Linked DNA regions of Rattus norvegicus: regions 1 and 3 are each linked to region 2. Evidence: chromatin contacts called from public HiChIP or PLAC-seq data. All regions are on one chromosome and are shown on one strand. Each heading gives the region's core, a stretch centred on a gene start, on an enhancer-like site or on the middle of the called end of the contact. The rest is flanking DNA. Distances are from core to core; before and after follow the strand shown.

Region 1 (4,751 bases), core at 1,689-4,188, 340 kb before region 2:
TACCTTAATGTGTCCCACAGGTGGGTAGTATGGAGTCTGGAGCCTCTACCTGCCTCCCCGGACAGGGCTTGCGTTACCTGGAACACCTGTGCCTTGTGCTGGAGCAGATGGCCAGGCTGCAGCAGCTGTACCTGCAGCTGCAGACCCAGAGACCCTCTAGGGTGAGTGATGGACAGGTGCAGGTGGCCAGGTCACCTAGTGAGGGAAGTAGGGGAGGGGGTGGGACCCTGGAGCATGAATGCCTTCTGAACAGGCTCAGCTTTTGAGTGAGTCTCTGCTTGTTCTATCTCGCCTGTCTCAGGATCCTGAGGAGGAAGAATTGGCTCCAGTTCTTTCATCATCACATATCCCTGACAATAGGGTCCAGGGGCACAGAGAGGAGCTGAGCCAGACAAAGGATCCAGGTAAGGGGCAACTGTGTCTTCCTCTGCATTCTGCCTGCCTATGTGCCTGCCCGGGGTCCCATCAGCAGAGCTCCTGAACTGTAGCTTAGTGGGGTGGCTACCTGCTTGTTTCTGGCCCCAGATAATAAAGTTCTCTTCCTGAAGGTGCAGAGGCAGCTTCACTCCCACAGGTGGGTGTGCTTGTTGACAGCCCCTCCAGTCTGCCAGAGGCCTTGCTGGAACCAACCCACATCCTTCCACCCTCCCAGGAACACAAGGTAGTGATGGATCTATGTTAATCAGGTGATAGAATGGTACAGGGTAGGGAACATGGGGATGTGTAAGTGTCCCCCAAATCCAAGTTTTAGGAAAATGACAGGATTCCAGTTTGGAGCAGGTGATTTGCAGTTAAGCAGCTTTATTAGGGATGTATATAGATGCTTTTTATGACGAGCTCTTATTCTCTGTTCAGCAGGATCTCTCCCACTGGGATAAGGTCAAGGTTCTGCTCAATCGGATCCGTTGGAGGAGCCCTCGACTTCCTGAGCCTCCTGTTCCCCCTGATAGTTCTGGACCCAGGTGAGTCTTGTGCCTGATTCAGGTTAAGGGAGGGAGTGATGGGTCAGGATGTTGATATTGTCCTGTCTTGACAGTTGTCATCTTAGTCCCTATGGAATCGGTGAGACAAAGTATAGGAGAAGATGCTCCAAGTAACAGGAGTAGTTAAGATGCCCCATTTGTTGGTGCAGAGAGGGAAGACTATGTAAGATTGGGGACAGTGGCTTTCCCGAAGCCACAACCAGATTGTGGGCAGTGTGTTCATCCTCACCGGTCAAGGCCTCACTCTTTAACACTGAAATTTAGGGGCCGGTGAGGTGGACACACAAAGTATTTTATTGTGGGTGAAGTCTGTCACAGTTGGCAGCTTCTCCTCAGAAAGTAAACAATGCCTTCCTGTTTTTTTTTTCTTCCAGTCTGACTTTCCTTTGCTTTTCTATAGGATGGAGTTCAGGAATCTCTCTGAAAGGACTCCAGGCCATTCCCAACGGAAGATCTTTATTCCAACATTGGTCGTTAAGAAGCCACGAGCAAAAAATCTTTCTGTATGACCTCTTGGCACCTGAGTGGAGAGGATTTGCCAAGAAGTCCCTCACATTTTGGCTTACTGCTGCTTCTCTGCACTGCCAGGAGAAGCGATTGGTGCTTTCTCCTCTTCACGGTGAAGGCCAAGTCCTTCTCTAAGCATCGAGGCAAAGAGCCCTGGTTTCCCAAGAGGCACTCAAGTGCAGTTTCAGCACTCTTCCCGGGCTCTTCCTCTTTGTCATAAAGCTCTGGGCTTAAGCAAAGTGAACTGACTTATTTATCAGGTACTCACAGAGTATGTTAGTATGGGAATGTGTCTGCATGTTGCAGATGTATGTCTATGCTATCTTTGTTGGACTTTTGACTGCCTGAATCCAATCATCTGATGGAATAATTTGTCCAAAGGGTTGGTGTTTTGGGTGTCACTGGAAGGATGGCACTGATCTTCATTCCACAATGAACAGTTACTGATGTGGATTTCTTCCTCATACCGGAGACAGCAGCCCTAGGACCAAGAACAACACTGCCTTGGGTACCTTTGTCATAAGTCATGGCTCTGGAGCACAGCCCTTGAAGACTGAATGAGGAATTGGGGGGGGGGGCAGAGATCATGACCATTGTGAGGAACAACATATAATTTGCAAGGTCAACTCTAAGATGCTGTGTTGTATCCTGGAGTTTAGACCATAGCAAAGTCTCTTAATTTCTGAGCCACAGCTTCCTACTTGGGATGATGCCTGCCTTACCTACCTCATAAGCTTGTTAGGAGATAAAGTAACATTAAACCTTCTCAATGTGTGCTGTGACTGTTTAGTGAACAAGAAAGGGTGTGCTGCTGGAGAAAAACAGGAATGGAGAGATGAGAGGCTACTGTTAAAAGGTGTGAAAACAGCCATGTTTCTGGCAAGATTTTGGATAAGCCATTTTATTGAGATCTTGTACATTTCATATTTGGGAGTTTGGGCACATATTTCTGATATGCTTACCCCTTGCTGGTGATGCAGTCAATAGAAAGGCAAGAATAGGGACGGGGGTGGGGTGGGGAGGATCATTGACTTTAGTAAGAATATCCCCTGCAAATGGCCCCTGAGTAGGTATGCTCCTCCTCCAGCCAATGGAGGCGCTGCTTCTTTTGCTGCTGTAGTCTTGGGGGGTTAGTAGAACACAGCAGGGTGTATAAATGGTAGTCTCTTCCATGTGTTTTAGGGAGGGGTCCAGTTCCAGTCATTTTGAGACCAGGAACTAATGGTTCGAGACTACTTTTCTGATGGGACACTTGAGAGAGGACACCACCGAGCTCAGCTTCCGAAGGCATTATCGGATCTGGGAAGGCGCACTTCCGTTCCACAGTTGGAGCGGGATGGCAGGCTGGTGTGGGGGAAGGGAGAGGTCGATGGAGAAGAGGGAGGTACCATATCCGGGAGAGTGGCAGCTTCCGACCAGTGGTCGCTCTTCCGGAGAGGCGTTTCCGGTGGTGGTGGCAGCAGCAGCTGCGGTGGTTCCGGGTGTCTTTGTCCCCCTGGTGTCGTGGCCCTGGCCCGCAGGTGGGTTGGGGGCCTCTCGCTCTGCCTCTGCCTCTCAGTCTCTCTCGGGTGGCGAGGCCGCGGGGTCCGAACAGCGAAGATGCGCCAGTCGCGGAAAGAGCCGAGCCCCCTCAGGACTGCAAGCTCCGTCTCCCTGGCAACGGCCTCGGCCCTGGGGGCGGGCGGGAGGAGGAGAAACCTCGCGCCGTGGTCCTCCCACGGTGGCCTCTCGGTGGCCCGGCCCGGAAGGCTCTGCGCAGGCGGCTGCGGAGGCCGGAGTCTAGGGTCGGGACCTAGGAGGAGGGAGCGGCGTGCAGGCCGCTTGGCGAGGGCCGGCTGGACAGCTCCCTTCCCACCAGCGGGTCTGAAAAGACGCCTGGCGGTCTTCCGGGGAGAGGCCTGCATCACCTTCCCGCTACTCGCACCTCCATTTTTTGCCCCGGCCCTGTGTGGAGTGTTTTGGCGGATGTTTTTGAATGAATGACTGCCACCGGAGCTCTTCCAGTCCTCACTCCGCCAGCCTCTCTAAGGGTGCCAGTGGCATAGTGAAAGGAGTGCTAAGTTGTTGGGAGACCTGGGTGTGAGTCCCGCTCTGTCACTATCTGGTTTTGTGGCCTTGGGCAAGTCTCCTGATCTCAAAGCTCCAGTTTCCTTGTCTGTAAACCAGCATGTCATTAGCACCCACCGCTAGGTTATTGTGAGAACAAACTGGAGTAACATAATTACCTATTTCATTTCCTCTTCTACATCCTCTCCATTCCTCCATTTTAGGACCCACCTCTTCACCGTAAAGCTTTACTTCATTAAGATTTTTCATCTCTCCCCCTAGCCCCGTAATAGATGGAAGTTTCCCATTCTAGCTGTTAACTTCTTTCTCTTTTGATTGAAGGTTTCCACCCAAGACCTTGAAAGGACAGCATTCCAAATGTCCCAGTTTAAGCGCCAGAGGATCAACCCACTTCCAGGGGGACGGAACTTCTCAGGTGCTTACCTGCTTACTGGTTACACTCAGAATATGCTCTAGACTCAGTTTCCAAAAATATGGCTCGGGTGTTTCCCTGAATATCTGATTAGCTGGTTGGAGCCACCTAGACCTCTGGGATTACAGGATCCTCTGGCTATCTTCTAGCACTGAGGGTAGTAGGTGCAGTTGCTGGAGGTTGCTTCTCTGTCCCCATAGGCGCAGCTTCAACATCTCTTTTGGGTCCTCCTCCTGGTCTGCTTACTCCTCCTGTGGCCACAGACTTGTCCCAAAATGCCAGGCACCTTCAGGTATGTTGGGTGCCCTTTCTAGTGAGTTCGTTCCCCTTTGGGGTTACTGTAGTATGTTTGGATGTCTGTTGTGTGTTGTTTCTCGTTACAATGGTCAACATCCCTGGCTTTTTGCTTGTTTGTTTGGTTTGGTTTTGTCCTTTTGTCCAGTGTTGGGGATCTCAAATACCTCTTAGGTTGGGGAATCTTTAATATCTGGCTCCAGAGAGATCTTTTGGTGCCTTTTGGGATTAAAGGACTGAATATCCTAGAAGGAGGAAAGTCATGAATTAGCTTCTCTCCTCTTTATAGACAGGTTGTGTCCACTATGTTTCTTTCAAGGTGAATTTTCTTTTAATACTATGAGCCAGGTCCCTGTGGCTAGAGATGAGGCTCTAGTGGCATAGCATGGTTCTGTTCAGGTGGCTTCCTGTTGCTTTTGACCTATTCTTCTCTTGCAGAGTGGGGAGAAGCAGCGAGTCTTCACTGGCATTGTTACCAGCTTGCATGA
Region 2 (4,777 bases), core at 896-3,395:
CTTGGCCATTCTACTGGCTATGAGTAGGTTTACAACTTTGACATTTGCATTGGTCGAAGACTGGACATCCCAAACCCTCCCATGACCCAGCCTGGCTTTCTCTCCCAAGAAGAGACATTGGCTAAAGAGTTCCAGGCTCAGTGGCACACCTCTAGCTCTCCTCTAGCAGAGAGAACCCTTTGCCTGCTCAGCATTGTACAAGTGACATGTTGCAGGATCCATGAAAGGTGACACCAGAGCACCCAGGTGGCAGAGCTGGGTAGAGAGACTAGGTGGGGGAGGGGTAGGGATAGGGGGAGCCCTTGCCTGCTGTAGGAACCCATAGAGGTTTTATACTGTGTTTTCCTTTGGTACAATCACTCTTAGGAGCATAAATAATGAAGTGAGACTCTTCTGTGCCAAAGGCAGAGGAGGAACATACCCAAGCAAAGTCTATCTTCTTTCTTAAACATGGATTTGAACTAGTATTTGCTTTATGAAGGTTGAGTTTGAACAGGAAGTATGAGGAAGCACTTCCAGTCACTGTCAGCCTTCTCTCCAGTAGATGTTGGAGGCGGAGGTCAGTGAAGTATCTACCTACTGCACGATGATTAAATGAGCCTGAATACACACTTACTAAGGTGCCCTGGTGAGCAGCTTTTAATCATATACACTTACAGACAATACAAATTGAATATTTGTTTATGGCAAGGTCTCCCTACATAGCCCATATTGACATCAAACTTTCCATCCTCCTGCCTCAATACCCTCAATGCTGGGGTTAGAGATGTGTATTTTGGCCACTGAACTTGGCCAACATTCAGTTTTTACTTGACTTTGGAGAGGGATCTCTCTTTCATATCATATTTTGCATAAACCAACATTAAAATGGATCCACATTCTCAAAAAAAAAAAAAGGTTGGAAGCGTGATAGGGGAGGTTGACTGGTGAAGGTTGCCAGTCTAGGCTTTAAAAATTGTCCAGAGTGGGGAGGGGAACACCCAAATAGAAGGGGAGGGGGAGGGGTTAGGGGGATGTAGGCCCGGAAACCAGGAAAGGGAATAACAATTGAAATGTAAATAAGAAATACCCAAGTTAATAAAGATGGAGGGGAAAAAAATCTGTTCAGAGATAATTGATAAGATGTATAATTCCTAGCAGTCCAGATCATTCTACCAAACCCAGCCTTGACCACGGATGCTTCCTTCCAATAAACAGCATGGATGGCATCAGATTCAACCCATTTTTATTTTAGTGTTTAGAGACAAGGTTTTGCTTTGTAGCCCAAGCGAGTCTTGCACTCATGACAATTCTTCTGTCTCACCCACCCACCCAAGTGTTGAGGATTACAGCCACCATATTTGGCTTGGCTTGCTGTACAGAAGAGCACCCAGAAAAGACTTAGGTGGGGTTTCTCTGGCTCATATCCCCATGGCATTCTTTGAAAAGTTATGAAGATACTAGTGGACTCTCTGTGACAACAGGTTGGGATAGGAACCTCTGAAGGTCTTGGCAGACAGGTAAGAAAGTACAGGTATGGACAGAAAACTCACTAAGAACACTAAGTCGAAGCTGCAGGGAAAATGCAGGAAGAAAGGGTCCCCAGTACTCGAAAAAGCAAGGTGATAGAGCAGTTGTGTGCGAGTAAGAGGCTTGGTTGAATTAGGGAGAAACAAGAAAATCTTCCCGTAGCCCTCTGACTTGCATTCCCAGGGCGCACCGCCGGATGAGTTTCTTCCTAGCCTCCCGGGGAAAACCATCTTGAGGGGCCAGCTAGGTTTTGAGGCTGGCGAGGTCAGCTGCTGGCCATTCGTGGCTCCCAGGGGAAAAGGGAGGCGGTGCAAAGAACAAGAGCGGAGGGGCGTGCCCGGGACTGGGGGCGTGTCTCGGGCGTGGCCGCCGGGTGTCCAATCCCCTTCGCTCCCCTTTCCACCAACCGAGCGCCGCTGTGGGCGGTGCCTGTCACAGCAACTGTTCCTGGGTGCAATTTTTTTCCCTTTTTTTTCTCCCCCCCCAACTTTGCTTTTTTTGTGAATGAAAAAAGGAGGTCGTGAGCGGTCCCGGGGACTGCGGCGCTGGGCGTCTTAAGGCTGTGCGCGTGCGGCGGCCTCACCCGGCGCTTGGCTCTCTAGCGCGCCGCCCGCAACCTCTGCAGCGCAGCCGGGCGGCGGCGCGGCCCAGCGGCTGGAGGTCTGAGCGGCTGCGCGCAGCCTGGCTCTTCGAGCCTCCATGACATTGGGCGCCCGGGGCGCGCGGAGATGCTGATCCGGAAGAGGCAGTGGCTGCAGTGCAGCGCCCCAGGCTGCTCAGGCGCCGCGGTCCGACCTGGGCTCTTGTGCCAGAGTTTCTTCTGATCGCACCTGAACTGGGACCCTAGGAGGTTGGATCTCCAGCACAGAGCAGCAGCGTCGGTGGCGCCCCAACTTGCACGCGCAGAGTGACCCCAGACAGCTCACTAAAATGAGCGTGCTTAGCAGGAAGAGATGTGTTCCCTACACTAGAAATTACCCCGTCACATGTAGTGGTGTAAGTACACGATTGATTTCTATTATGGCCGGGTTGCAAGCAGCTTCTGCAAACGTGCTACCTCGCCTTGGCTCAGCCTTCAGCGCCCACCCCTCTCCTGCTTGTCTCTCTCCTGCCTTCCCCTGAGCTCCACTCTTCCCTTGGGCACTTGCTGAGGCTGCTTGGTTCAGAAGGAAGAGAAACTAACCTTTTCTTGGGTGTTTTTAGGGAAAACTACATGTTTTGCATCGGTGTGGCGTGCCCCTCCCCCTTCCCTATTTATTTCATTTAAAAAAAAATTGTGTGTGCAGAGCGTCATGTCAGGAGGGAAAATAAGAGGTTCAGAGTGGTAGAGAGGCACCTTTTCCCCTTTTCTTTTCTTTCTTTCTTTTTTAAACCAGTACAGTTGGGGTGTTTGCTGACGGCTGTGGAGCTAGCTGTTTCTTTGAAGTCCAACTCCACTGTGATCTGTCCAGCTGAGTTTTGGTAAACTACTGATGGAAATGTTGAGCTTTCTTTGTTAATGTTCGGGTATTCTAGGGTTGAAAAGGTTTATCCTGTATTTAGGCTTCTGTTTCTGTTAACGTGATCATTTAAGATCCCTTTGGGCCTTGCTTTACGTTTTCTGAGTGGGGAGGATCCACCCCTCCACCTTCGCCCATATTACAATGTCAGCTTCCTCAGTGGGAGCTCCTTTAATTCCAAACCCACTTTTCCTTTGCTCTTTTCCTCCTGATTCTTCTTTTCTATCCATCTTCCTTGATTTTTACTTTCGTTTTCTCGATTTTCCTCCCTTTCACGTTTATTTATTTATTTTTTTTTGTAAGATGCAGGATGTAGGATTTGGTTGCTAGGAGACAAGCCAGGCTCCCAGGGAGATTGTCGTTTCCTTGACAACCAGACTAGGGCAGCCACAGATGAACAAGCCTCCTATCAGCTGTGGGAGGGAAAGAGGGGCTTTTGAGCTCTGCAAAGAGTGTGTGTAGGGGTGCGGGGGTGGGAATGGGAGCCCTTGAGGTTTGTGGGTAATCTGAGTACACCTTCAGATATGTCCTGGACAGAGCACAAAGAACTGGGAAAGCTGATGTGCAGGACACTGTTTGTGAAGAGCGGGCGGTGATTTGGGGACAAGAGTTGGGGGAGGAAATATTGGTGGTTTTAGGATTGTCAAGAGAGTGGATGGAGTGAGTTGAAGGTTGTGATACCCAGGTCAGGGTGGAGGATGGTCAGGAGGCTCTGAAGGAATGGGGCTGAAGAAAAGTCTCCAGTCACTGAAGAAGAGTGTGCCAGAGGGAAAGGGACAGTGGGGAAGTTCACTGCATGGTTTGTATTGTCATGCATCAGCAGCGATCCAGAAAATAGTAATATTCTAGAGCAGAAATTATATTAATATTGCCATGATGTCTCCTGGATAGGATCCTCATTTAAGACAGGCCTGATTAGACAAAAAGTTCTCCTGGCTTAATTGGGCCAGCCTGTATCTTAAAGAGAGATATAATTACACATATGGATATGCAATCTAGCATTATATAATACTATATTACATAAGAAGACAAATGCCTCCTTCCACCCTGGCTCCCTTGGTGTGAATTTACCAAAATTCAAGAATTTTCTTCCAACACCCTCATACCCATTTTCTGGAGGCAGAGACTGAGTCCAGTCCAGTGGTTTGCCTCTTTCTAGATAGGACAATGAAGCTTGCAGTTGCTAATGTAGGGATGATGATGAGCAAAAGGAAGTGCCAGTCAGTAGATGTGTCAGGGAAGTCTGAAGGGGCAGTCAGAGTAGGCCTGGGCTTCAGTGTGCAGATTAGATTAGAAATTTAAGCAGTCTGTGTTCTAAACTCATTTACTACTCTCCTACTTGTTGACTTGCTCTCCTCTTCCGAAAACTCTAGAACTCTAGAAATGAAATCACAAGGGGTGTGTGTGCATGTGTGTGTTTGTGTGTGTGTCTGTCTGTCTGTCCGTCTGTCTGTTAGGTCATAATGCAGCTGTACTTGGACATGGCCCTGGATTAAAGAACCCAGGCCCCTCCCATTCGCTTCCAGACCTGCATGCTAGTGAATCCTAACTATAGAAGGAAGTGCTATTGGCCTGTGGGTTTCTGTCTTCATACGTGAGATTCTGTCTTACCTCTTCTTTTTTTTTGTTATTCCACCCCTTAAAGCAGAAACACACCCACGTGGCTTTTCCTGGTACCCACACATCCCTCAGATGTTGAGACTGTTCAGGACAGAGAAGAGGAAGCAGAAAGCTGATGGCTTTAACAGTTGCTTGGTGGACAGGACCAG
Region 3 (4,267 bases), core at 791-3,290, 290 kb before region 2:
GCCCAGGCATTGGTGTTGGGCCCCTCTCTGGGAGAGAGGGTCAGGGTCCACGCAAGAGATGACGTAGAAGCCCTCGAAGCAGGAAGAGAAAAAAATCTCATCCTTCGGGGACAAAGGCATGCTTTTGGTTGTGACCCTCAGTCCAAAGAGGTACTAAGTTATGCTTGTACTGATAAATTAGTTCACAACAGCCTCAGCCCTGTTAGTTACTGCCAATTCTGGTTCTCTCCAACCTGATGGGCACCGTTGAGGAATGGTTTGAAAAAAAAGGCTAGTTTTTCAAAAAAGGAGGAGGAAGAGGTGGAGGAGGGAAACTTTCTGGAAGACAGATGAAGACACTTGCCTCAGCTCACCTCTAGTGGTCTCTGTTCCACTTCTATTTTTTTTTAAATTATAAATATCAGTCTAAACAGAAAGCACATGTACTTCCTGCTTTCTATTATAAGAAATTAGGCAAGAGAGATCTAAAGATTCAAGGTGCATAAACCAAGATGACTTCTAGTATCATGAGGCTGAAGGTACACAAACTGAAGTTTAAAAGAAAACAATTCCACTTTAGGAAATTTCCCTTTAGGAATGGGAATTGAAGAAGTGCCTTTTGATCTGTCACTGGTTAGGCTAAAACGAGATGGGGGAGGTTAGCTTTTAGGGGTTCCAGTTTTCTGTTGGCCTCTCGGAGCAAGAGGTTGAGGGGAAATGAGTATCTCCTGCTGGGGCTTATTAGAGCATGGCAGGGGGCTTCCCTTTACTGCTTCCCCAGCTGGCTGACATTTGTCCACCAATTAATCTCAGTCTGAGAAGCAGGTGGAGGAAGGGGCAGATGTGGTTTACACTGTACATTAGAAAGCTATCCTTGACATTGACTGACATTAGCTGCTTGTGGCTAAAGCTTGGTCTCCACTGGTGGTCAAGAGTGAAAGCCTTCTCAGAGGGTGTCTAGCTAATTTTATTCATTCACAGCTGATTATCATGCACTTATTTTGCATAACAGGCTGGGCTCTTGAGCAAGTATTGCCCCTACATTAAGGCACCTTGGGATCTAAAGAGGGCTGATTAATCTCATACTTCTCTGGAGGTCAATTTATTCATACAAATGCACTGTAAACAGTTGGAGTTTGTGAGAATGGGGACTGGGGACACACAGGCTCTTGGGCCTCATGGTAAAGTCCTCGACATGGGCAATCTTTACAAAAGCCCTAGGAATAGACATAATCTATGACTTTTCCCCTCTGCACATTAAAAAAAAAATCATCAGAGCAACAAACAAGGACTAGCTTTTGGGGAAAGAGGTCTTCCCACAGTAAGCTAATCACAAACATTAGGGAAAATCTACCGTGAATTCTTGCAGCTGTGACGACACTCCAGCCTCTATGGCTCCTTGGTTTGAGGATCCTCATAGTTTAAGCTATGTCTATAGCTATAGAGAGAGGGCAGTAGGTCACAGTCCTGGAAAGATTCAAACAGTCCAATCACACATTAAGAGAATGTGTGTGGTGCAATTCTGATCCCTTTCGTGTGAGAATCAACGTTTAACTTTTTAAAAAGAATTTCGTCTTTTGAGGACTGTTAGGTAATGCTACTCTAGTTGTCTGAAAGCTGCTGGTTTTTGATCACAGAGCTGTGCCTAGACTGCCTCGGTGAGAAACACAGCTCCGGAGCGGATAAGCGCGGGGTAGAAATGCCCACGGGAGCGAAGGAGGACATTGCCTCCACCTCGATGGATAGCTGAGAGAAGAGAGAAGAGGGGCTCTTCAAGCCAAGGAGTTGAAAGGAAAAGCGATGAGAGAAAGGGCAGGCAACAGGATCAGACGCGGGGTCTCAGGCTAAGGGATCCTCGGAAGCCTGGCCGAGAGACGGAGCCTCCGGGAGGGCACCGAGGAGGCTCCCGGAACCGCTTAGAAGCGGGACTGTCAGGCCGCTCTGGCTCCAGCCGACGCCACCCGGCCTCACTCACCAGCTCATGGTCCTAAACTCACGCCGACTGCCGGGGTCCTCTGTAGAAAAGTAGATTCTCGAAGATCACTTCCGGATTCGGCCAGTCTCCAGGAAGTGATGTAGGACACGCCCTCTTTTGCCCGGAAGAGGCGGGAGGGAGGCGGGCCCACACGTTAACACTTTCTTCTCTGTTTGAGGTGGAGTTTCCTTTGCGCGACCCGGTTGCGCCCCGGGCCGAGCTAGGAGCATCTTCACAGGCTAGTCACTGTTATTTCTCTGTCTGATACGGGGTTTCTAACTCAGAGACACAAGCAGTGACTGTCGTGGGGAAGGAGCTAGAGGAGACGTAGTAGACGGGAAGCTTACGCTTTGCTCTAATGTTGCAAGAACGTTGCAAGTCTCACATACATCACCTGCTACAACAAGGGTCTTCCCCCCTCCCCGCCCCCTTCAAGATGGTTCGGGGTTTGAATGGAAGCAGAGTAAGTGCTTTCCAGGGTGGAATATTCTGCGAAGCTATTCAATGAAGGAAGATTCAGCCCGGGGTGATGACTTGTACCTGTAATCTTAGCGCCCTGGAGGTTGAGGCAAGGAGGGACCATGACTTGGAGGTTAGTGTAGACAACATGGCCCATCTGGGCTTCATAATCAATCCAGTCTCAAGAGAAAACAATACAACAAAGCCTATCAAACAAACAACAGCAACAACAAAAAGGAAGAAGTCCGCAGCAATGTTAGGAAAGATCCCAAGTTCTATTTATTTGAATGTGCTAGGTACTGTGGTAACCTGGAAAGGGAGAGAGTATTGGCGTGGGGGTGGGGATACGGGATACGGCCTTGAAAAAGAGTATTGATCTTGTTCCTGTGCCCTCCAAATAGCTACTGCCTTGCAGGTAGAGGTAACAACAGTATTAATAATAACAAGGCAGAACAAGTTGCTGGACAGGCTGTTATAACTGGACATGGGGTTTTAAAAGAATAAGATCTAAGCAAACAGCTTGTCTTTGACCTCAGAATTCGGAGCCCAGTGTACCACAAACTACCTAGAGTTCTGCACTGAACTAGTTTCTCTGCCCAAGTTCCTGTTTTAGAAGAGAGAAACTCAAGCAGTGATTCTCAAGAGTGAACCATTCTAATTCTCTCCCTTGACCTCTCTAGGAATTCTCTTTGTTCAAATGGACCTTGAGGATTGTAGGCACAGTCTGGGGAGCAGCCAAGTTCCTATGAGCTGGAGCAGAGGTATACAATGTGTCCCAAATTCCCAGGGCACAGGGGATCAGAGTAGGAGGAACAAGGGATGGCTTTTAGTTTTAAAAGACTTTCCAATAGGAGCTGGCTCCCTCAAGACATCTCCCGGACCATCACCCTGCTATTTCTTCAGGAAAGAAGCAGGAGCACAGGAGTGGTCTTGAAGAGAATAGAAGACCAGAATCTTTGAAGAACAGCTCAGACAGAGAGCATGGGTCGGGGAGTCTTGAAGCTTTGCATGGGTGAGATGAATGTAAGTGGGTAGCATGTGATGTGAGTTTCTTGGTGTTCCAGAACCTGTGGATGGCTCTGCCCCATTTCCCCCTGCTCCATACTCAGCCTCCCTCAGACATTGCCAGTGGTGATAAATATTTTCAAAAGTTTTAGCATAGGCCCCTGTGTACATCAAGGGAAGGCCATTTTGGCGGCTGTTGGTTGGAGTAGTAGACATATCTTGCAGGACAAGAATGAATGAGAGCTGGACTAAGAGAAGAACTAAGGGCTCTAGTCCTGTCTTTGACAGCATGACCAATTTCACAAAAGTCACATCCCTTTCCTGGGCCTTGATTCCTCGTCTATCAGAATAGGGGCAGATAACACTGCTGTTGAAGTCCCCCTCAGCCAACTTCCAAGTGCACTGTTATATTGGTTCTCAACCTTCCTAATGCTTTAATACAGTTCTTCCTGTTGTGGCGGCGACCTACAACCATAAAATGATTTTTGTTGCTATTTCAAAACTGTAATTTTGCGACTGTTATGAATTATAATGTAAATGTCTGATGTGCAGGACCTGCAAAGGGGTCAGACCTATCATAGCTTGAGAACCACTGAGCTAGAGGCTCTTGGGAAATGGGACAGAGGAGACAGGACCCGAACAGAGACAAGACCAGAGAAATGAGCAGGTCTGAGCAATTGTTGATGTCTGAGGATGAAGCTAAATATGAATCTTTAGAGAGAAAAGGATTCAGTCTGAGGCCTAACTGGGACTCTTTGCTTATTGCCGACCTCAGACTTTTAACATAATCAGCAAGACCTTCTAGGTTACTGGGGAGATTGTTGGCTTCCCAGGGTCTGTCTGGGAAGT

The links. HiChIP or PLAC-seq counts read pairs in DNA pulled down with a chosen protein or histone mark.
Region 1: an H3K27ac HiChIP or PLAC-seq map of oligodendrocytes shows a contact between it and region 2, with 5 times the contacts expected there. The contact joins the promoter of Ccar2 here to the promoter of Rhobtb2 in region 2. A contact is called at or near these places in 1 of 12 Hi-C or Micro-C datasets (frontal cortex) and 1 of 1 datasets of contacts at active chromatin or transcription factors (oligodendrocytes).
Region 3: a contact with region 2 is called in an H3K27ac HiChIP or PLAC-seq map of oligodendrocytes, with 5 times the contacts expected there. The contact joins the promoter of Bin3 here to the promoter of Rhobtb2 in region 2. A contact is called at or near these places in 1 of 12 Hi-C or Micro-C datasets (psoas muscle) and 1 of 1 datasets of contacts at active chromatin or transcription factors (oligodendrocytes).

Annotation. Positions count from the first base shown.
Region 1 is chr15:51,635,850-51,640,600 of GRCr8, reverse strand. It overlaps Ccar2 (cell cycle and apoptosis regulator 2), which reads left to right and starts at 2,938. Exons shown (of 21, transcript NM_001170472.2): 1 at 2,938-3,010; 2 at 3,879-3,972; 3 at 4,170-4,261; 4 at 4,702-4,751. The coding sequence starts at 3,915. It overlaps C15h8orf58 (similar to human chromosome 8 open reading frame 58), which reads left to right. Exons shown (of 7, transcript NM_001134571.3): 3 at 21-161; 4 at 302-404; 5 at 549-661; 6 at 859-962; 7 at 1,384-2,265. The coding sequence ends at 1,492.
Region 2 is chr15:51,295,577-51,300,353 of GRCr8, reverse strand. It overlaps Rhobtb2 (Rho-related BTB domain containing 2), which reads left to right and starts at 2,145. Exons shown (of 10, transcript NM_001013133.1): 1 at 2,145-2,505.
Region 3 is chr15:51,581,247-51,585,513 of GRCr8, reverse strand. Bin3 (bridging integrator 3) reads right to left here and starts at 2,040. Exons shown (of 9, transcript NM_001013186.2): 1 at 1,955-2,040. The coding sequence starts at 1,962.